Linked DNA regions of Mus musculus: regions 1, 3, 4, 5 and 6 are each linked to region 2. Evidence: chromatin contacts called from public Hi-C, HiChIP or PLAC-seq and promoter capture Hi-C data. All regions are on one chromosome and are shown on one strand. Each heading gives the region's core, a stretch centred on a gene start, on an enhancer-like site or on the middle of the called end of the contact. The rest is flanking DNA. Distances are from core to core; before and after follow the strand shown.

What was found. Promoter capture Hi-C pulls out the DNA fragments that hold promoters and counts their contacts. Hi-C and Micro-C count contacts between places; a contact is called where the count stands out from the background. HiChIP or PLAC-seq counts read pairs in DNA pulled down with a chosen protein or histone mark.
Region 1: a promoter capture Hi-C map of the 3T3-L1 cell line shows a contact between it and region 2, with 2.4 times the contacts expected there. The contact joins the enhancer-like site here to the promoter of Creb3l2 in region 2. A contact is called at or near these places in 4 of 39 promoter capture datasets (the 3T3-L1 cell line, 3T3-L1-derived adipocytes and hippocampal neurons) and 1 of 484 Hi-C or Micro-C datasets (cerebellum).
Region 3: a contact with region 2 is called in a Hi-C map of the N1E-115 cell line, with 4 times the contacts expected there. The contact joins the promoter of Ptn here to the promoter of Creb3l2 in region 2. A contact is called at or near these places in 1 of 39 promoter capture datasets (neural stem cells), 2 of 484 Hi-C or Micro-C datasets (the N1E-115 cell line and forebrain) and 2 of 115 datasets of contacts at active chromatin or transcription factors (the NIH/3T3 cell line and astrocytes).
Region 4: a promoter capture Hi-C map of pre-B cells shows a contact between it and region 2. The contact joins the promoter of Svopl here to the promoter of Creb3l2 in region 2. A contact is called at or near these places in 14 of 39 promoter capture datasets (the C10 cell line, the HPC-7 cell line, cranial neural crest and 9 more), 7 of 484 Hi-C or Micro-C datasets (the AML12 cell line, B cells, bone marrow-derived macrophages and 2 more), 13 of 115 datasets of contacts at active chromatin or transcription factors (the NIH/3T3 cell line, T-cell acute lymphoblastic leukemia, bone marrow-derived macrophages and 6 more) and 3 of 9 other capture datasets (adipose tissue, liver and macrophages).
Region 5: an H3K4me3 HiChIP or PLAC-seq map of pro-B cells shows a contact between it and region 2, with 6 times the contacts expected there. The contact joins the enhancer-like site here to the promoter of Creb3l2 in region 2. A contact is called at or near these places in 22 of 39 promoter capture datasets (the 3T3-L1 cell line, 3T3-L1-derived adipocytes, the C10 cell line and 13 more), 4 of 15 datasets of contacts at CTCF or cohesin (embryonic stem cells, large pre-B cells and stem cell-derived epiblast-like cells), 58 of 484 Hi-C or Micro-C datasets (the 3T3-L1 cell line, 3T3-L1-derived adipocytes, the AML12 cell line and 39 more), 29 of 115 datasets of contacts at active chromatin or transcription factors (the NIH/3T3 cell line, T-cell acute lymphoblastic leukemia, Th17 cells and 16 more) and 4 of 9 other capture datasets (adipose tissue, embryonic stem cells, liver and 1 more).
Region 6: a contact with region 2 is called in a promoter capture Hi-C map of neural stem cells. The contact joins the promoter of Atp6v0a4 here to the promoter of Creb3l2 in region 2. A contact is called at or near these places in 10 of 39 promoter capture datasets (the 3T3-L1 cell line, 3T3-L1-derived adipocytes, the C10 cell line and 7 more), 6 of 115 datasets of contacts at active chromatin or transcription factors (the NIH/3T3 cell line, embryonic forebrain, embryonic midbrain and 3 more) and 3 of 9 other capture datasets (adipose tissue, embryonic stem cells and liver).

The regions. Positions count from the first base shown.
Region 1 is chr6:36,895,162-36,898,283 of GRCm38.p6, forward strand. The region is part of intron 28 of Dgki (diacylglycerol kinase, iota); the gene reads right to left. Among named protein-coding and RNA genes, the nearest start is that of Gm52857, 6.8 kb to the right of the region's middle. Within about 2 kb of position 1,705, at least 37 of the 459 cell types and tissues checked have an H3K27ac peak or open chromatin away from gene starts, as enhancers often do.
Region 2 is chr6:37,440,745-37,443,674 of GRCm38.p6, forward strand. Creb3l2 (cAMP responsive element binding protein 3-like 2) reads right to left here and starts at 1,404. Exons shown (of 12, transcript NM_178661.4): 1 at 955-1,404. The coding sequence starts at 1,056. It overlaps Gm33318 (predicted gene, 33318), which reads left to right and starts at 1,766. Exons shown (of 3, transcript NR_166917.1): 1 at 1,766-2,289.
Region 3 is chr6:36,808,678-36,811,451 of GRCm38.p6, forward strand. Ptn (pleiotrophin) reads right to left here and starts at 1,502. Exons shown (of 5, transcript NM_008973.3): 1 at 1,217-1,502.
Region 4 is chr6:38,045,634-38,048,443 of GRCm38.p6, forward strand. Svopl (SV2 related protein homolog (rat)-like) reads right to left here and starts at 1,363. Exons shown (of 16, transcript NM_177200.4): 1 at 1,285-1,363.
Region 5 is chr6:38,063,777-38,066,679 of GRCm38.p6, forward strand. All of the region lies in intron 14 of Atp6v0a4 (ATPase, H+ transporting, lysosomal V0 subunit A4), which reads right to left. Among named protein-coding and RNA genes, the nearest start is that of Svopl, 18 kb to the left of the region's middle. Within about 2 kb of position 1,530, at least 77 of the 459 cell types and tissues checked have an H3K27ac peak or open chromatin away from gene starts, as enhancers often do. A contact at or near this core is called in brain, cerebellum, cerebral cortex and 6 more, where this site is marked.
Region 6 is chr6:38,123,051-38,125,851 of GRCm38.p6, forward strand. It overlaps Atp6v0a4 (ATPase, H+ transporting, lysosomal V0 subunit A4), which reads right to left and starts at 1,536. Exons shown (of 21, transcript NM_080467.3): 1 at 1,278-1,536. D630045J12Rik (RIKEN cDNA D630045J12 gene) reads right to left here. Exons shown (of 20, transcript NM_194061.3): 20 at 124-2,801.

The DNA.
Region 1 (3,122 bases), core at 455-2,954, 550 kb before region 2:
GTATGGTAAGTGTAACTAATGTACTTGTTAAGGGCATATTCTAATCAACAACAGTTCCATATTATCTAGATTGGTTAAGTATTGTGGGTTACTAAATGTCGGCTGCTTGACATGGTATCTCAAGGCTGCAACAAATTAGTTAAGTCTGAACTTATTGTGGAAGAATGAGAATGCATTGAACTATGTTATCAAGTGAAACTTATACCCAAGGCCTAACACCTAGAACAAATGCCAGAGACAGAAATGTGAGCTGGATTTAACGCACAAAGGGCCATGCTCAGTCATTTTTAAAGTATAACAGAATTAAAAGAAAATGAGTGCACAATTATCATTATTTTCCTGTTTTTGACATTCCTCATGGAAATTTAATGATTGCACATAGCTTAAACTTCTGTGTGATGGCCTATTATCTCCAAACCAATGAGAATCAGGATAAGACCAAAAACCACTGGGCCTCACAAGTTTAATAAATCAATAACTTTCCTGTGTAACCTGTAAGCTTAGCTCTAATTATCATAGTCAGCTATCAAATGGAATATCATGTCAACCATAAACTATTTCCCTTCAGTTGACACTAGTGGAGGTGTGAATAAAAGTGGGGGGATATAGTCAATGATGTTGGAGCAAGAGTAAACAACTCGAGGATGCATGATCCAGTTGCCCTTGATCCTACTGATGAATGATATCTCTTTTATTATGTGAATACATAGCAATAGTTGCGCGCATAGTTGTGATGAAAAGAACAATCTGAACATCCGCTAGTGCAAACTGCTAACTCATTTCAGCCTCATGAGCCATTTCAAGTAGAATTTGGCACATGAAATGAAATCCCAAGATTTGGTGGAAAAAAAATCAGTGTCCAAGAGGCAAATAAACCAGACATGTCACTAAGCCATCATTACTTGAAAAACACTTGGCCTCTCTTGTTGAAACCGATTTACGTGTCTCTAAAAGTTCCCAGATTTTGTACTCTCCTCATACTGGTCTTCGTAGGTTATTTCCCCTAGCAATGTGGAAATATGTCTTAGTTAGAAAAAGCGGGCCCTGGTTTTACATTTGTTGAACTGAAAGCATTTCAGTACCACCATATGGTATTCAAAATCAAACACAATTGAAGGCTCTTTGAAAGTGATCACATCGCCTCTCAAGGACCTTAAGAAGAACTGTCCTGATCTCTCTAGAAGAAAGGGGGTCTTGGAAGGAGGTCCCTTCCACAAAAGATACCCAAGCCATCCAGCCAAAGGGATGCCCATGTCTGCTTCAGCAGGAAAAAAATTAAACAGGGACTGTGTGGAATCAAAGTTAAAATGGAATTGGAAGTTGATTCCAAAGAAGAATGTAGATTGGAAATAATGTGTGCTGACGAAGGTGCCTGGGGCATGGAGCATGTGTCCTCACAAAAGAACATCTTCACTCCCGATTTATTTCTTATGTAAAGCAAATAAACATATATTTACAATTAACTTCTGATAGAGAATGAGAACAAAGAGAAACCCATGCCCATAGCCCCCTGCATGTCTCAAGGTTGGAGCCCTTGAGGCGCATTCTTTGCTGCCTTTCTGTAAAACATTTCATACTAAATCTGAAATAGTCCAGATGGCTTTGTTAAAGTCCCAAGGGGATGCATTCTGAAGTAGGTCCAGGCAGTGAGGACGAACTATCAGAGTGTTTTGCACAGATTAGTCATGTTGCATTTCTGTGGCTGAATGTCTCCCACACTCCTGGACTTGTGGAATTTGAAGACATATGGAGTATTTCAACCCTCACTCAGAATTTCACCTTTCACTGCAAAATGTCACTAGATTATACTACTGAGACATGTACCTCATCCACTTAGGCTGGGAGCAGGCATACAAAGTTTCACAGAACTCAGCTCAGGAGAGAAGAAATGTCCTGCAATGAGCAATAGAAGCAGTTGATTTTAAAACAGAGGTTGAATATCAGGAAGAGATTATCTTCCTGACAGCTGAGCCAAGCAGCTGAGGTACACAGGAAACCTTCCTATCCCCACCATCCTGAGAGACTTGGGCCAGAACTTGTTTAATTTCCTTCCATGTACACAGTCTTAGAGGTAGGTGTTGCCTTCACACGATGAACTATTACTAACACTTACTAATAACTCAGGTAGAGTTCTCCTCTATATTTTCCTGACTGCCAGACTTTATTATGATTTATGCAATATATATGTTTTTTGATATGCTTTATGACTTTGTTGGTGCCACTGACATTCGTATTTCATTCAAATACAGGGAACTGAGAAAAAGACACCAGCAAGAACAAAATATGAATTCAAAGACTCCTTCTAAGATTGGTTATTCTTTTATTAAACTAAATTGTTATCATTCATGTTGGAATCTTTCAATTCATTGGACTTAATGCATGTAGCAAGGTCACAAATGTGTGTCCTACATCAAGTGATGGAGAAACCAAGAACAATATCAGAAGAGTCATAATCTAGTGAAGAATAAAAATCATATTTATAGCTTAGTGAGATAATATAGAAAAACACCCAATGCTTATAACAAAGTGAGATTCACAACAAGAAAAATGTGTATTAAGTAAAGGGGAGCAGCATGGACAGAGCAGCCATGTCAATGTCCCCCAAGAGTAAAACAAACTCTAAAGGTCAGAACTATTTGGCCCCAGCCTTAGGGAATTAATAAGACCTCATTAGGTAAGTGAGAGAAAAATTCTAGACAGAAGCAACGGGTACATAAAACAGCCAGAACTGAAATTTCATAGACTTCATAGACGTTATCAGAGACATAAATAACTCAGTACTGCTGTCACATAAAGAATGATAAAACCCATGACTGGGGGAGTTGGGGGCCATTCCATATGGAGCCTATAAATCTATTTTCACGTGTCTGGAATTTACTTTCTAAAATAAATACAAAAAAATGTTTGAAAGCCACATTTTCTGGTTTCTATTTTTGAATGATCTAAAGAGAACAGAGAGGGGATAAGCAGAGGGGTTACTGTAAAACTTCCCTGTCAAGAAGCAAGAATAAAAATGTCTGTTTTTCAATTCTCCTTGAAACCCATGAAAAATAACTGGGAGCATGAAACCAATAAAAGCATCTTTTAGTAATCTAGCTATTTATAAGGGAAACTGCCATCGA
Region 2 (2,930 bases), core at 154-2,653:
TACAGTCAGCCAGTGGCAAAGGCCAAAGAGGTGGAGCCTGCAGGCCGTTTTGCAAAAGTTTCAAATATCCTGGTACTGACCCCATTAACAGCACTAAGACAGAAATGCAGCCAAGCCTGTCCTTACCTCAGTCCCTCAGCAGTCCCTCAGTGCCCCCCACCCCCACCCCTCCCTCTCAACTTCTAAGAGTTCTGAACAAAGCCACATTACCAGCACTGGCTATCACAAACAAGATTTTCTCTTGCAAAAAGCTGAAAGTGACATCTTTAAATGATTCACGCTTCTGACAGTTGAGTCTCCAAAGAGGTCTCTGCGGGGAAGGAACTGGTGAGCTGTCCTACCTCTCCCCCAGAGCCTCTCTGAAACATGCAGTTGCCTCAGATTTTCCCCTGAAAAAGGGAGGAAGCAGTTCGAGGCTGTGCAGATGAAGCAGCCAAGTGAGGCGGCCGCCTTCCCGTGCGGTGAAGGAAGGCTTTTAACACGAACATTTTAAAGCTATAAACAAGAAAGTAAAGAAACTGGATGGGATGGGGACAAAAAACATATGGGATGACTATACTACATTAGCTTGTCCAAATTTTGGATGTGTGTGTATTGTGTGTGTTTTTTTACAAACCTTACCATTTTAAAAAAAAAATCAATATAACTGGGCGGAGGTATTATTCTCAAAACACGTCGCTTCCCAGCATTGCTGTACCGTTAGCAATAGGAAATGGAGCTACCGACAGGAAAACACTATAAACTGCTTTGGAATACAAAGGGTCACTTATTCGGAAGAAAGTTTAAAGGCTCCAGCTGTGCACCTTAATGTGTTCATAGAAGAAAACTCCCATCCCCAGACCTCTTAATATAGTCATGCCCTTCCCCAAACGCTGCCTCCCAGGACCCAGCTGGTGACAAAACCCGCTTTTCTCCTCACCCCCGACTCCCTTTGCCCGGACCACGGGTCCTCACCGTGTGGTACATGAGGGCCTCAGTCTCTCCGGGCTCTGACAGCTCGCTCAGCTTGCGGTCCCACTGCAGGACGCTCTGCTCCCCGCTCTCCAGCACCTCCATGGCGGTGGGCGCCGCGCAGGGCCGAGGATGCTGAGGCAGGAGGGGACCGCGCAGAGCCGCCGCGGGCCGGTGAGACGCTTCTCCCCGTGTACTTGGCGTGTGCGCGCGTGGAACTTATGCACTGGAGCAGGAACTCGGGAGAGCCCTGCCGAAGGCTACGCGACCCTTGTCCTCGGAAATCTGTGACTCCCCGGGGAGGACAAGCCTGCTGGGATCGGGCGGAAGGTGCAGGGGTTAAATCGGGCTGTGCATCCAAAAGGAAGGCAAAAAGGCAGCGCTCATCCCAAGAAAGTCCTCGCGCAACAAGCCCACTCCCCACTAGGGCTCCAGACAAACTTTGAGACTCCCTTGGGCTCTTGAGCTCTGCCCCTGGATCCAGAGGCGACCCCACCTCCTTCCAGGCCAGTGACCAATCGAACGCCCGTCTTGCCATCTATACCGTATCAAAAGTCCCTTTCTCATCCATGTCCCTCCCCCAGAGGGAGAGTCGCGCGAAGTCTCCGCCTAGTCCTCGGAATGTGGGCGGAGAGGGTCTTTTACGTCACTGGGGAACGCCTCCTGCCGGAGCGTCGCAATGGACCAATAGGGTGCTAGGGTCTAGAAATGATCGACTGAAACATAGATCAATGAGCTAGGGAGACCTGGAGGAGCCAACCAATCAAATAGCGACAAGAATACATTTTTATAAGAGAGGGCGTGCGCGCCCAGTGTCCTCCCTAAGAGTCTCCGCTTAAAGGAGGTTTGTTTCGCGAGTTTATTTCCTCAGAGAAACCAAGCGGATTGAAGCGCTGTCTACATTTCAAATTAGTTTAGGTCGCGTGAGTCTGTCTGGATTTAAAAGAATGCACCACATATATGAAAATGCGCACGTGAGCAGAAATCTGAATTATCACAGTTCTAGCACACATTCATTGCTAGCTTTTTATGTAGTTTTATGGCCTTTATTAAACAGACATTAGCCAATCTTGCCACACGTTTCCAAGTCCTAAATCAGAGGGCTAATTTTTTTTTTTAAATTCATAGGATTTTGTTGTTTTGTTTTTGAGACAAGGTTACCTGTAGCCCAGGCTGTCCTCAACTGCACTGTGCAGCTAAGGCTGAGCTTGAACTCCTGATCCCTCTGCCTCACCTCCGGAGAGCTGGGAGGGACTGCACGGTTATGCCACTAGTGCCTGCTTCACAGATCTTTTATTCCCAATGGAGTACCAGGCAAAAAAATGAGAGGATGGCCAGGTGGGTACTATTCCAGATACTGGTCAAAGAGGTAACGGATACTCTCCTGAGTGTCGTGGATGAAGTGGGGCTTAGGGGAAAATAAGTGTTTTAATGGCTGCAAGATGCACCCCAAAGTGAGTGTTGGGAAAGAGATCTAAGCCTTTGACCCCCTTAGAGAAGAAAAGGCCTGCTCTATAGCATTTTCCCCCAATGTGATTTTTCTTCTTCCCTTTTGAGGTTTCCTTTTATGGAAACAGCCTTAGTTGGCTATAGTTTAACCATTTTACATACAGGGCTGTGGTTCCAGGTGGTTCTTACAAGGGGACAGTCAGGTATCAGGTCTACAGAGAGTTTTGTCTTCTTCAGAGCGTGGTTTTGCTGTGTGAAGACAGAAGTCTCAGAACTTTACACTGTCTTTAAGCAACTTTTATTTTTCATGTAAAATGAGTCTGCTTGTCTAGCCTAGGATCTTTTGAGACTATTTTAATATTTAAATACAGACCTTTCTTTTTATTCTTTCTATCTATCTATCTATCTATCTATCTATCTATCTACCTATCTTTCCATCCATCTATGTTTGAGACAGGGTTTCTCAGTATAGCCCTGGATATTCTGGAACTCACTCTGTAGACCTGGCTGGTCTCAAACTCAGAGACCCT
Region 3 (2,774 bases), core at 252-2,751, 630 kb before region 2:
CCTTCCAACACACACACACCACACACACACACACACACACACACACACACACACACACACACACACACACTTTTTAAACTATGCCTGGTAGTTTCAAGAGGAAAGATGCTGACCCACTAGAACTCTGTTACTTTGTTCTCCCCTGAAGTGTGCATTCCTTCTGTGAGGCACCCACTCTACTTCTGAAGTCTCGCTCTGCTCCTACAGCTCCAAAGTCCTTATTACTAAGGAGACAAGAACTAGTTAGCAATCTGTATGTGAGTTACATGTGTGCTCTTGTATTTATATGCCACATCAGATCCCATAGAAGTGTGTGTGTGTGTGTGTGTGTGTGCGTGTGTGTGTGCATGTGTGTGTGCGCATGCACACACACATATTTTAGAAGAGAGGAAAGGTTATGTTTTATGCACAAAAGAAGTGACTTTTCTTCTCAAAATATATTATGGAAACAACTGGAATATCACCTCAGAAATTCCGGGTGTCTGCCAAACTCGTCTTTACCACAACCCTGGCTTATTTGGATACAACTGAAAACGTAAGTGCTTCTATGCCAGTTGGCATCCCAACCAAGCAAAGGTAGACTCCAAAGTGTGCCTTTGAAACTTTGGACTGAACTGTTTCTAGAAGCGTTTCTGGGCTCGTGGGCAGGCTAGGGAGTGCAGGCTGCTCTGGCGGAGATGTTTCTCCATCAGCAGACACAGGAGGGGCAGGCTGCCAGGCATGTACCACACCTAGAGCGGGCAGCAATTGGCAGTTGGCAAGCTCTAGGGCAACCTGAGAAGTGGAGGTAGGAAATGAGACCTGTCTACTGATACACCCTTTCTTCTCTCTCATGCCTACTGGGCCAGACACACCCACCAAAGCTCCAGGTTTTACAAAGAGCACAAATGTGCCCTCTCCCGCGCTTTGCATGCTCTGGCAGGTAGCAGGAATTCGGTCCCCATGCACTCTCCACAGCCCAAAAGCTGCTTTCCTTCTTCCCATCCAAGCACATGCTAGGTTACTTAGCTCATTCCCCCCAAAATTTCCTTTCGGCTGTTTTGCCTTCTGGAGCAAGTCCGTTTTTAAAAGCAGTCCTATTTAGCGGACTCCAGGCAGCCTCTCTCCTGCTCCAACCCCCTCCACGTACTGCAGGCTACCAGAAAAGTGGCTTTGGGGGGTAGGCACACTGCACCAGAGACCCTTTGGAGAAAACCACAGGGTATCTTGCACTTACTTTGGCTTGCAGAGGTCCTCGCTGACTAGCTGGCTGCCTTTGTTGCAAAGTGCGGGCGAGGTTTCTGCAGACTCCAGGTATCGCTGGCTGATGCTCCTGCCTGGGCGGCTGCGCTCTGCTCTCCCCCCTTCTGGATGGATGACTCAGTGCTTTCTTTCTTCCCCTCTCTCCACTTTGGGTTTTCTTGTGCTCTGGGGCTTCCTTGGCGGGATATTTGGACGGGTAGGCGGGGAACCTGATCCTGCCTTCACTCAACTACACCCTGCCGGGGAGGGAAATAGAGAATGGGAGGGACGAGAGAGGGCAGAGAGAAGAAGCAGGCTGTGCGAGGGAGGAGGGGAGTGCTTTGCCCCCGAAATCTGATTGGGAAGCTTATGAAAAGCAGGCTACTCTGGGGGCAGTCTTTCCCCAAACGGATCTGTGTAGAAAGACCATGGGTTATAAGACCGTTTGTTCTTAGCACCCACCCAGCACCATATTTTTTGTACAAACTCCCAAGAACCATGTTTTTCTCCCCCTCCCATGGGTCCATAGCTCGGCTTATCAAGCTGGATATCTTAATTGGAAAATTGACAGCATTTTAAACTACAGTTTTGGTACAGCTTTAAACACACACACACACACACACACACACACACACACACACACACACACACACACACACACGATATTCTATTCGAGATTGGGGGAGCCATGTGCAAAGGCAGCTGTCCCTTGCTCTCCGCCCCTAAAGGCCTCCCTGCAGGGAGTCCCTGCTAACTTCAGCTGACAGTTGCAGCTCACCTCCAGTCACAAAGCTGCAAAGCAGTTTTTTCTGGGTTGTCACTAGGAGTGACAGATCTCTGAAATTTCCCAATTAAATGTCACTTTCCTTTAGGGAATTTTTCCATTCTTGGCTTCTTCGATGCCTTCGGGTCACATATTTTGTGGCATGCTCTTGGCAAAGAACACAGGGGGGTAATCAGTGTGGCTCAAGCTCTGGGGTTTGTAAGAATTAGAGTGGGCTTCCTGGCTTCCTGAGACCTTCCTCTCCTTTAACCAAGGAGAGCAAAGTGACAGTTTTGAGTCACACATAGAAACTGACCAGAAAAGATGGAGTAAAACCCCAATTTGCCCAAACACGGTCAAATTATAAAACTGGCTCCAATTTCTCACCAAAGATACATCTCTTCAACTCAACTTACAGATCCTATGGATTCCGTAGGGTGTTTTAAGCCCTCACATCTTAAGACCACTCCTTTCCTAAAATTACAGCCATTGGTTATGGCAAGTGGTTTTAAGGACTAGGAGTCTTCTATTGGCTGTTACCTGTACCAATGTCCAAGAGTAATCGAGGGACAAAGGTGACCCTGCAGGAGTAGAGCTTTTAGTCCACTAATCTTCGTTTCTGCCCCTCCCCCCACCCCGCCCTCCAACGAAAAAATGGACAGAAATTCACATTTACACCTGATCTGTATTCTTTACAGTCTCTTCTGCTAAACCACCTTTCCACACACAAATTGCACATGCCTTCCTCAAGACCAACTCCCAGGCTATGCACATCCCTGTTTGAAAGTTC
Region 4 (2,810 bases), core at 113-2,612, 600 kb after region 2:
CCAGACATTTGTGTGCATGTGGAACATGGAGAACAACCTCAGGTGTCATCCTCTGGAATGTCACCCATCACCCTTGAGACAAGGTCTCTCCTTGGCCTGGAGCTTACTGCTTAGGCTAGACTGGCCGGCCAGTGAGCCCCACGTAATCCTCCTGTTTCTGCCTCCTCAACACCGAGATTATGAGTGTATGCTACCTCATATACTGGCTTTTTACGTATGTACTGGGGATCTAAACTCAGCTCCCATGCTTACACGAGCTAGCCCTTTCCCTCTGCCATCTCTCCATCCTCTAGTTGGTAACTTTTTATGAAGTAGTGGCATCTAATTACACAATGGACTCTGTAGTGCATTAAATACTCTCCTTCCCCAACAGCCATCGGTCGTTGCCAACAGCTCCTCAGGTAGGTGAGGGTCTCATGAGGAAGAAGAGAGGGGAGGGGAAGGAGGAAGGGATGGAGGAAGGAGGGAGGGAGGAAAGGAGGAGAAGAGGGAGGACAGGGCAGAAGCTAAACCAAACTAACCCAGAGAAACAAGGAAAAGAACTAGCATCCCAGACAGCTCTTCCTCAAACACTGAAGTGAGGATGCAAGGCATGCCCCTCAAACAGCCAGAGAAGGGGATACGGATAGACATGGAGAGATTAAGGGTTGACTCTGCCACTCAAAAGTGCAGGAGGGGCCCCAAGTAACCAAACTCCCAGAAGACTGATAACTTCATTCTATTGTCTTTTGATATACTGAATAGAAGCCAGAAAAAATTGGGCCCCTATAGATCTTTTTTATTGATGTGTGATGCAATTGTTTTATAGCATCATCAATAAGGGGCTGGGAGAATACTTATATAAGGACCCCAATTTCAAATTCCTAGAACCCATATAAAAAGCCAGTATGGTTGTGGCCCTCTATAACAGCACCAGGGAGGGCAGGGCGGGGAGGGGCACTGGGTTTCGCTGGCTGCCAGCAGAGCTCCATGTTCAGTAAGAGACTCTTTCTCAAGGGAGTAAGGGGACAGGGATACAGAGAGCACCTGGGGTCCTCATCTGACTTCTGGGAATGTGCATAGGGCATAAGCCTATGTGCATGCACACACACACACACACACACACACACACACACACACACACACATTTACACACACACACATATACCTCCACATATACAATACATAAATACTTAAAAAAACAATTCGCACTCCATTTGCTTCCAGCCACACACAAATAGTCAGCTCCCCTCCCTACACTGAACAGCAGCAGTAAAAACAGCCTGTTGCCTGAAAGTTTCTCACCTCTGTGTTCCTTGGAACTTTCCGATTCCAGGTCCCTGTGCGCTGGCTGGCTGTCTCCCCACAGCCCTCTGGCAGCACTGGGGGCCTCTCTCCTCTGAACTCACCTTTTAGAGCGGCCTGGCCCCTTCCCTCCCCCCACTCCTTTCATCTCACTTCTCCAGACTGGATTCATTAAGGAGCCACCTGGCGTTCTGAGGTCACACCCCCTCCAAAACAGCCCTCACCGGATCCCTTGTTAAAGAGAAAATAACAGTGTTCTCAGAGAGATTGAAGCTGCCAAGCCTCCGAGTGCCTTCTTTAGATGGGTGACCAGAAGAACACCAGCACTGAGAACTTAAAACTCCCAGAGGGTCGTGGCAATAGGAGAGCCATGGGCTTCTCAAAGGCACTTAAAGCTGGTCTATTCTGTCAGCTGTCACTGGTTTGAGCATCCCCTCCACTGCCCAGGTCTTACAATCCCTCTTCTATAGTCTAGAGAGGTGGAGAGCCCCCTATGTGCCAAATGTGCCTGTGTTTGCGTTCCTCATCATGTACATCATTGGACAAGAAATGGAATTATTCTCCCTGCCAAGTTCATAGAAGATTTGGGCATTGCTTCTATCAACCCCAGTCAATCTTGACACAGGTCAGCAGATGGGGTCTAAAAGATAAGATTCTCAAGCTTCGGGAAGATGGCCAGTGGATAAAGTGCTCACCACACAAGCATGAGGACCTAAGTTCAAATCCCACAGAAGCTATGTAAAAGCCAGGCACAGTAGTGTGAGTCTATAATCTCACTGTGCCTATAGCAAGATGGAAGTCAGAGACAGGAACTTCCCTGGAAGCTCACAGGCCAGCGAGCCTGGTGTACCCAGTAGTCCTCTAATCTCCATAAGTGTCATGGAAGACATGTGCCTGCACCTGTATACACTAACACATGCAAGCATACTCCCATCTAAAAGGAAATTTTGAATACAATCAGCTCTTTATGTAAAAAGGACTTAGTCAACTGTAGAGCATTACAAATGTGACTTAGTCTTACTTCTAGGGTTTCGATAGAGTTGGCAGGTCTTCACCTGGATTCAGGCCATTTAGAAAGACCAGTGCACACTTTCCTCAGGCACTTGCGGGAACACCAGTCCAGGGATCCTAATACATTGGTTCTGGGCTCTCAGTCCCCCAACTATGAGGTAGTCTCCGCCTTTGTACACTGTTCCCATAGCTCACCATGCCTGCATCTCCTGCTCCAGTTACCCCAGCACAGTGTGTGTTGACAATAAACAGCGCCCCAAGCATGATGTCATGTGGTCATGTTTCATTTCTCAGGACTTAGCGATGCAGAGAGCCAGGCTGGGCCTCCCTCTCCCACAGAGGGCATTAGCTGTGCTTCCTCCTGTGGGGTGACAATATTTGAGAGTCCCTCAACTTGTAATGCTAAGCCCAAGACAAGGGGGAAGAGAAGGGAAAACAAACTAATCCTGCCCTGGGGATTAGGTTGTGCAACCCCATTGTTCGGCCTTGGCGTTGGCCTTTAAATGCTGGTGCTA
Region 5 (2,903 bases), core at 280-2,779, 620 kb after region 2:
ACAAATGCTAACAGGTTAAGTACCTACCAGGCATAAATCAAGCCCTTTAGATGTACTGATCTCATTTAATTCCAACAAAGACTCTCTTCAATACAAATATTCCAGTTAAAGAGACAAACTTACAGAGAATTTATTATAATCTCAGAAAGAAACAAGTTACCAATGAACCTCAAAAAAAAAAAAAAGAAGAAGAAGAAGAAGAATATGGTAGCAACTGATATGTATCATGTTTATGACTAGACTGGTCCATCTATTAAGCAATCTCGGGGCTCTGGCTGTCATACCCATTCTACAGGTGACAAAATAGGCACAGAGATGTTCATTTATTCAAAATCACAAAGCCAATGAATGGGAAAACCAAGATTCAGACACAGGTAGTCGATTTCCAGAACAGCCGAATTCTTAACCACCATGTCCCCACTATGGAGAGTGGCTCAGTGACAGAACACTTGCTACTGTGCACATGACCCTGGCCTCAGTCCCCTTACTGAGCAAGGAAACTGAAAATACCTTAAAGTTGCTCTGCTATGATGAAGGCTAGGCATTTTATGATCCAAGTCACAGGAAAATGCCTAACACAGTGAATGAATGTGTTAAGGAACATTACACTATGTAATAATGATTAAACCGTTCATCAGTTTCTGGTTCAAACAGCAAGAGAAACGTAAGGGCCATGGCTGCCAAACCTGCTGCTGTCTGCGACATTTTATATTTTGTAGATTTTAAATTATACGTATACAATTTTATGACAAGCAATTGAATTGTTTTATTTTGTTTTTGTGGTGCTGGGGATAGAACCCAGTGCCTCCTGTGAGTAAGCTCTAAACCTTACCAGTTCCCCCTTTCTTTTGAGCATCCTGCCTCTCTCTCTGACCCTGATGGTCTTTTTCTTTCCTTTCAGAATTGTGATCAAGTGGCAAAATTGCACAAAGGATGGGAACTCTGGGCTGCTTGGCTGCTTTTGTTTCGTTCCTCTTTTTTAAATTGTTTTCCTATTACTTGAGAGGCTGGGGAGATGGTTCAGTGGTTAAGAGCACTGGCTGCTGGCTTGTGAAGTTAACAGGAAACAATGTAACAGGTTTCATGTGGCATCTTCACACGAATGTGTCACTAGACTTTGCCCTACTTCATTCCACTTCACCTGTGTCTTCCCCAGTGCACACCAGCTCCCACTCTGCCTGGTTCCCTCTCTTCTCAAATCATCCTCACTTGGATTCCATTACCATCCATCCTGCTCAGGTTTTTGTTTTGGGGGTTGTTTTGTTTTGTTTTGTTTTGTTTGGTGTTTATTTGTGTCATCTTGACACAAACTGAAGTCATTTGAGAAGAGAGAACATCAGCTGAGACAATGCCACCAGATTGTCCAGTTGGCATTTTCCTGATTAATGGCTGATATCTGAGAATCCAGCCCACGGTGGGCACGCCAGCTGGGGCAGGTAGTCCTGATGGTGTAAGAAGTGTGACTGAGCAAGCCATGAAGAACAAGCCAATACAGATTCATTCTTCCATTGCTTCTGCTTCAGTCTCTGCCTCCAGGTTCTGGAGAGCCTCCAGGATTGGAGAGCCACTGCCAGGTTCTTTCAATGGCACACTGTGATGTGAAAGAGGAAGCCAAATTAACCCTTTCCTCTCTAAGTTGCTTTTGGTCATGGTGTTTTATCATAGCGATAGAAAGCAACCTAAGACACTCTCCTCCCCACAACCTCCTTAAGCTCTCTTTTGTTCTTTTCATGATTCCCCTTCTAGTCCTGTCCCCCCAACCTCACTCCCCCACACACACACACACTCACACACTTTAAGTCTAGGCTTTGCAGAAGAGAAAGTGAGCAGCATTGGTCTGTCTGCAGCAGGCTGGTTTAGCCTGACACAGTAACTTCCAGTTTCATCTGTCTTCCTGCGAATGTCATGATTTCATTTAAAGCCGAATAAAAATACCACCGTGTAATGTGCGCCTTGCTGAGCCTGGAGAGCAGAACTGGACAGATGGGGTTCACTGACAGTTGGGTGTGGGCTGTGCAGGAAGAGAAGGTAGGAACAATGGGATTCAAAGCAAAGGAAAATAACCAGACCCTGACATCTCCCCCTTGCCAGCTTCCTGGCCATGGCATCCTGACCAATGAGAAAGCCTTCCTCTATGCAAAGGCAACACATGGAGCTGGAGAGAAGAAGCACGTGCTGCTCTCGCAGTGCTCACTCCCAGCACCTACGTCTGGCTTCCAACCACGTGCAACTCCAGTTCCAGGAGACCCGATGCCTCCGCCTTGCTAGGGCACTTGCACTCACATAGGCACATGCGTGTGCACACATGAACCTGAGTGCACACATGCACAGGCATGCAGAATCAAAAAAATAATAATAAAAATAAGACCTTTACAAAATATCAGCCACTCACGTTTGTCTTTTACGTTTGCCGTTTACAACTGGCTTGCAAGGATTTTACCTGTTTTGATAAAACTTAGAATGCAGCAGCTGGGACTGAGAGGTAGGGTCTGAAAACCCCTGGGCAATGCTTTCTGCTTTCTTGGGTGAGGAGAGGAGAGCTCAGGGATGACACGCATGAGGGAGGCGACTGAGAGGGTGGTGACTGGAGAGCCACTGCCAGGCCGTGCTCTCAGTTGCTGAAGCTGAAGCTGGCCACTCAGGCTGTGTTCCACACAGAGCTGAGAATGACATTCATCAAGACTACCGGAGGCATGGTTGATTGGGAACGCAACAGTGACACCTGGTGGCTTTATGAGCATGAACTTCTGTATCCATTCACAACTTGGGTTTTTGTTTTTTTGTTTTTTGTTTTCCCCTCAGAGATCTCATAGTGTAAAGGCTTTGGAAATGCCACATCTAGTTGACTGAAAGAAACAGCAAACAAATAAGTCAAAGGAAACACATCTCAAAACTCCACAGGA
Region 6 (2,801 bases), core at 286-2,785, 680 kb after region 2:
CACACTAGGTATTCTTAGCAGGCACTCAAAACCAGAGAACCAAAGGTCACCTCAGCATAAAAAACCACCACTGACAAACTACAAAGCCACCGTGTTCCCAAGGAATGAACCACAAAGAACAGCTTCCACACCGATTCGTAGCATTTATTGACATTTCCATTTTAAAATCCTAGGAAAGCTGTAAAAATTGTAAACATGGGAACCAAACACTTGCATAAATTATTTCCAAACTCTACAGCACATTAGAAAACAGTGCAGCTAATTGAAGGGTAGAAACGTAACTGACAAACAGAAGGGCAGGCTCAGTCACTAAATCACACACCCATACCAGGCTTTAAGTGCCCGTTTGAGATCAGCAAACCGTGATTGTCAAGTTGCAGTCTTGATGCCACAGGTGGCCCAATTCCTTCTGCGGTTTTGTATAGTAACACGAATCGCCTAGCACGAGGGTGCAGAAAGTCAGAGCATGGACCTCAACCGAGTCAGAGACAAGCTGGCATCCTGGAGCAGCCTGGCAGAGCAAGCTTCCCTGATAACCCTACTCCTGTCTCCCTCCTCTCTGCTCCACAGTGCGCTGTGCAGAGATGGGAGCAAAGCCCAGAGCCTTTCTCTTAACCGTTTCAGAACCAGCGCCCTGGTGCTCGGCATGACTGAGTTAATGACCAGAACTCTTGGTTCCTCTAGCACCTCCTGTTTCTTTCCTTACCACCGTGACAGAACTTTAAAGTCTGGCTTTAACTTAGCCCTGTAACGGCGCATTTGGGAGTCAAGTCATGAGTACTTGATATCTGGTGGGCATGAGAAAAGACATCGGTGATCCTCCATGTAATCCCTGGAAGTGGCCCTGGAGCAGGGAAACACAGGAGGAGGCAAAGCAGGCAGCCTGCATTGTGACCTGTCCAGTGGGACACCAACCTGGGAGGAGCATATCAGACACAGACATTCATTGCTCCCCTTGCGTCCTGGCTGGCTCTCAACCGTGTTCCCAAAGGCATTTACTATTCTCTTTCTACACGTCAATGCTGCTGTGTGTTCTTAAGATAATTGCTGAGTGTCCTGTTACACACACAGGCGTGAATTAACACTGTACCGTGACGTTTCAGTTTTCAAGTCTTTTTAACATGGACAAAAGAATTCCAGTTTAGACACCCACAATCACCACCAACCCCTTCCAGCACCCTCCCCCACAAAATAAGCCACCTGAAATGTGCCCGTTCTTGTTTACGAGGTGATGAGTGTAAGCCTATATACTTCATGGGAAGTAGAAACCCTCTCACCTGTTCCAGGAATGCCTGCAATGGGCTGGACTAAATGACGACGTTCAGTGGACTGTCCCACACAGACGTATTTGTGCTCATGGGTGTAGAAGCAGCCTTCCTTGTACTCCCACCTGGACCAGATGTGGACAAGCAGGCTCTGATGACTTTGGAGGTAGAAATGACATGGCGAGGACTCTGCTAGTGGGAAACTTAGTGTGTACTATGACAGGAACACTCTGTCCTGCTCCTAGAACCTTGACCCAACATCTTTCTAAGTGTCTGATTCCCACCTAAGAATCCAGGATGAAAGGGCCAAGGGAGGCCTAAGGAATGATTAACTTGTGAAGTCCTGCCAACGTAGACTAGTGTCCTGGGGACTGGCTTGGTTACTGGAACACTCACCAAGATCTGAAATAGCAGTGAACACTCTGTATACAAGAAAGCAGGGAATTACTGGTTTTGGCTGGAAGCCTTCCAGGCACACTTGCACCTGTGCTTTGGGTCACTGGCCTCATGCCTTCAAAAATTCTGCTTGGCAAAATCCTACTGCTTAAAAGTCACGTGCCATCAAAATCAACACAAACTCCGAAAGTAAATTAAAAACTGGAGGAAAAAATGGAGGTATAGATGATGAAGCCCGATGTAACTTATCCACAACCTGCTGTAACCAAGGAGGCTCAAGGTCTGCTATAAGCTAAGCTCTGCAAGGCCCAGCTTAGCACCACTCAAGTACTTTAGAGCAGACATCAGCAGTTCCTGGTACTCTGACCTCCCTTTCCCCACACCAGGGCTCTTGCTCAGCGGATCTTCACCAGCCTGGACATTTGCTAGCTCTGTTACTAGACAGGTTCCCTCCCAACACTATTTCTTCTTAAGACCGAAGTCACTTGGACAAAAGACCCAATTCCTAAACCCTTCCCCTGGACAACTGTGAGGCTTATCTAGCGCTGTGGCTTGGGTAACATCAAAGTGGCTTCTGCAGCTGGCTTCTGCCCTAAAGACTCATCAATCCCAAACATGTAATTTCTTTGACTTCTGAATATTCAACACACCTGTGCCTTTTGCATTTTATGGGTATCTAAGCCACCCTGCTTATCTATAGCATCCATCTTTTATACCTGTCTGTACTATCCAGCTTAGATTCTAAAATCTCTTGGAAGTCAGGACTCATGTCTGCTGACTCATCTAGTGTCAGGAAGTTGGGAGCAAAAAAAGAAAAAAAAAAAAAAAAGATGCTTCACAGGTGACCTCTGAAACTGACAGAGGACCTGGTAAGTTTGAAACAACACAGCAGTAGGAGGAGTCACATGGGGCTTTGCTCTCATTTGTCTTGCTCTGATTACTGATGGGTGAACCCAGCCACTGGTAGATCACACATCACCCATGGCAGGACATCTACACAGAAAGCCTCTGACATGCTCACAGTGACCGAGGCGCCCTCCTCAAGGGTTGTTTTCAAGTAGGATCACACCTGATTTTTAGAAGCAGAGATCATATGAGGTGTCAGGTCGGGGAGGTTATGGTCTTGTTAACAAGAATGAC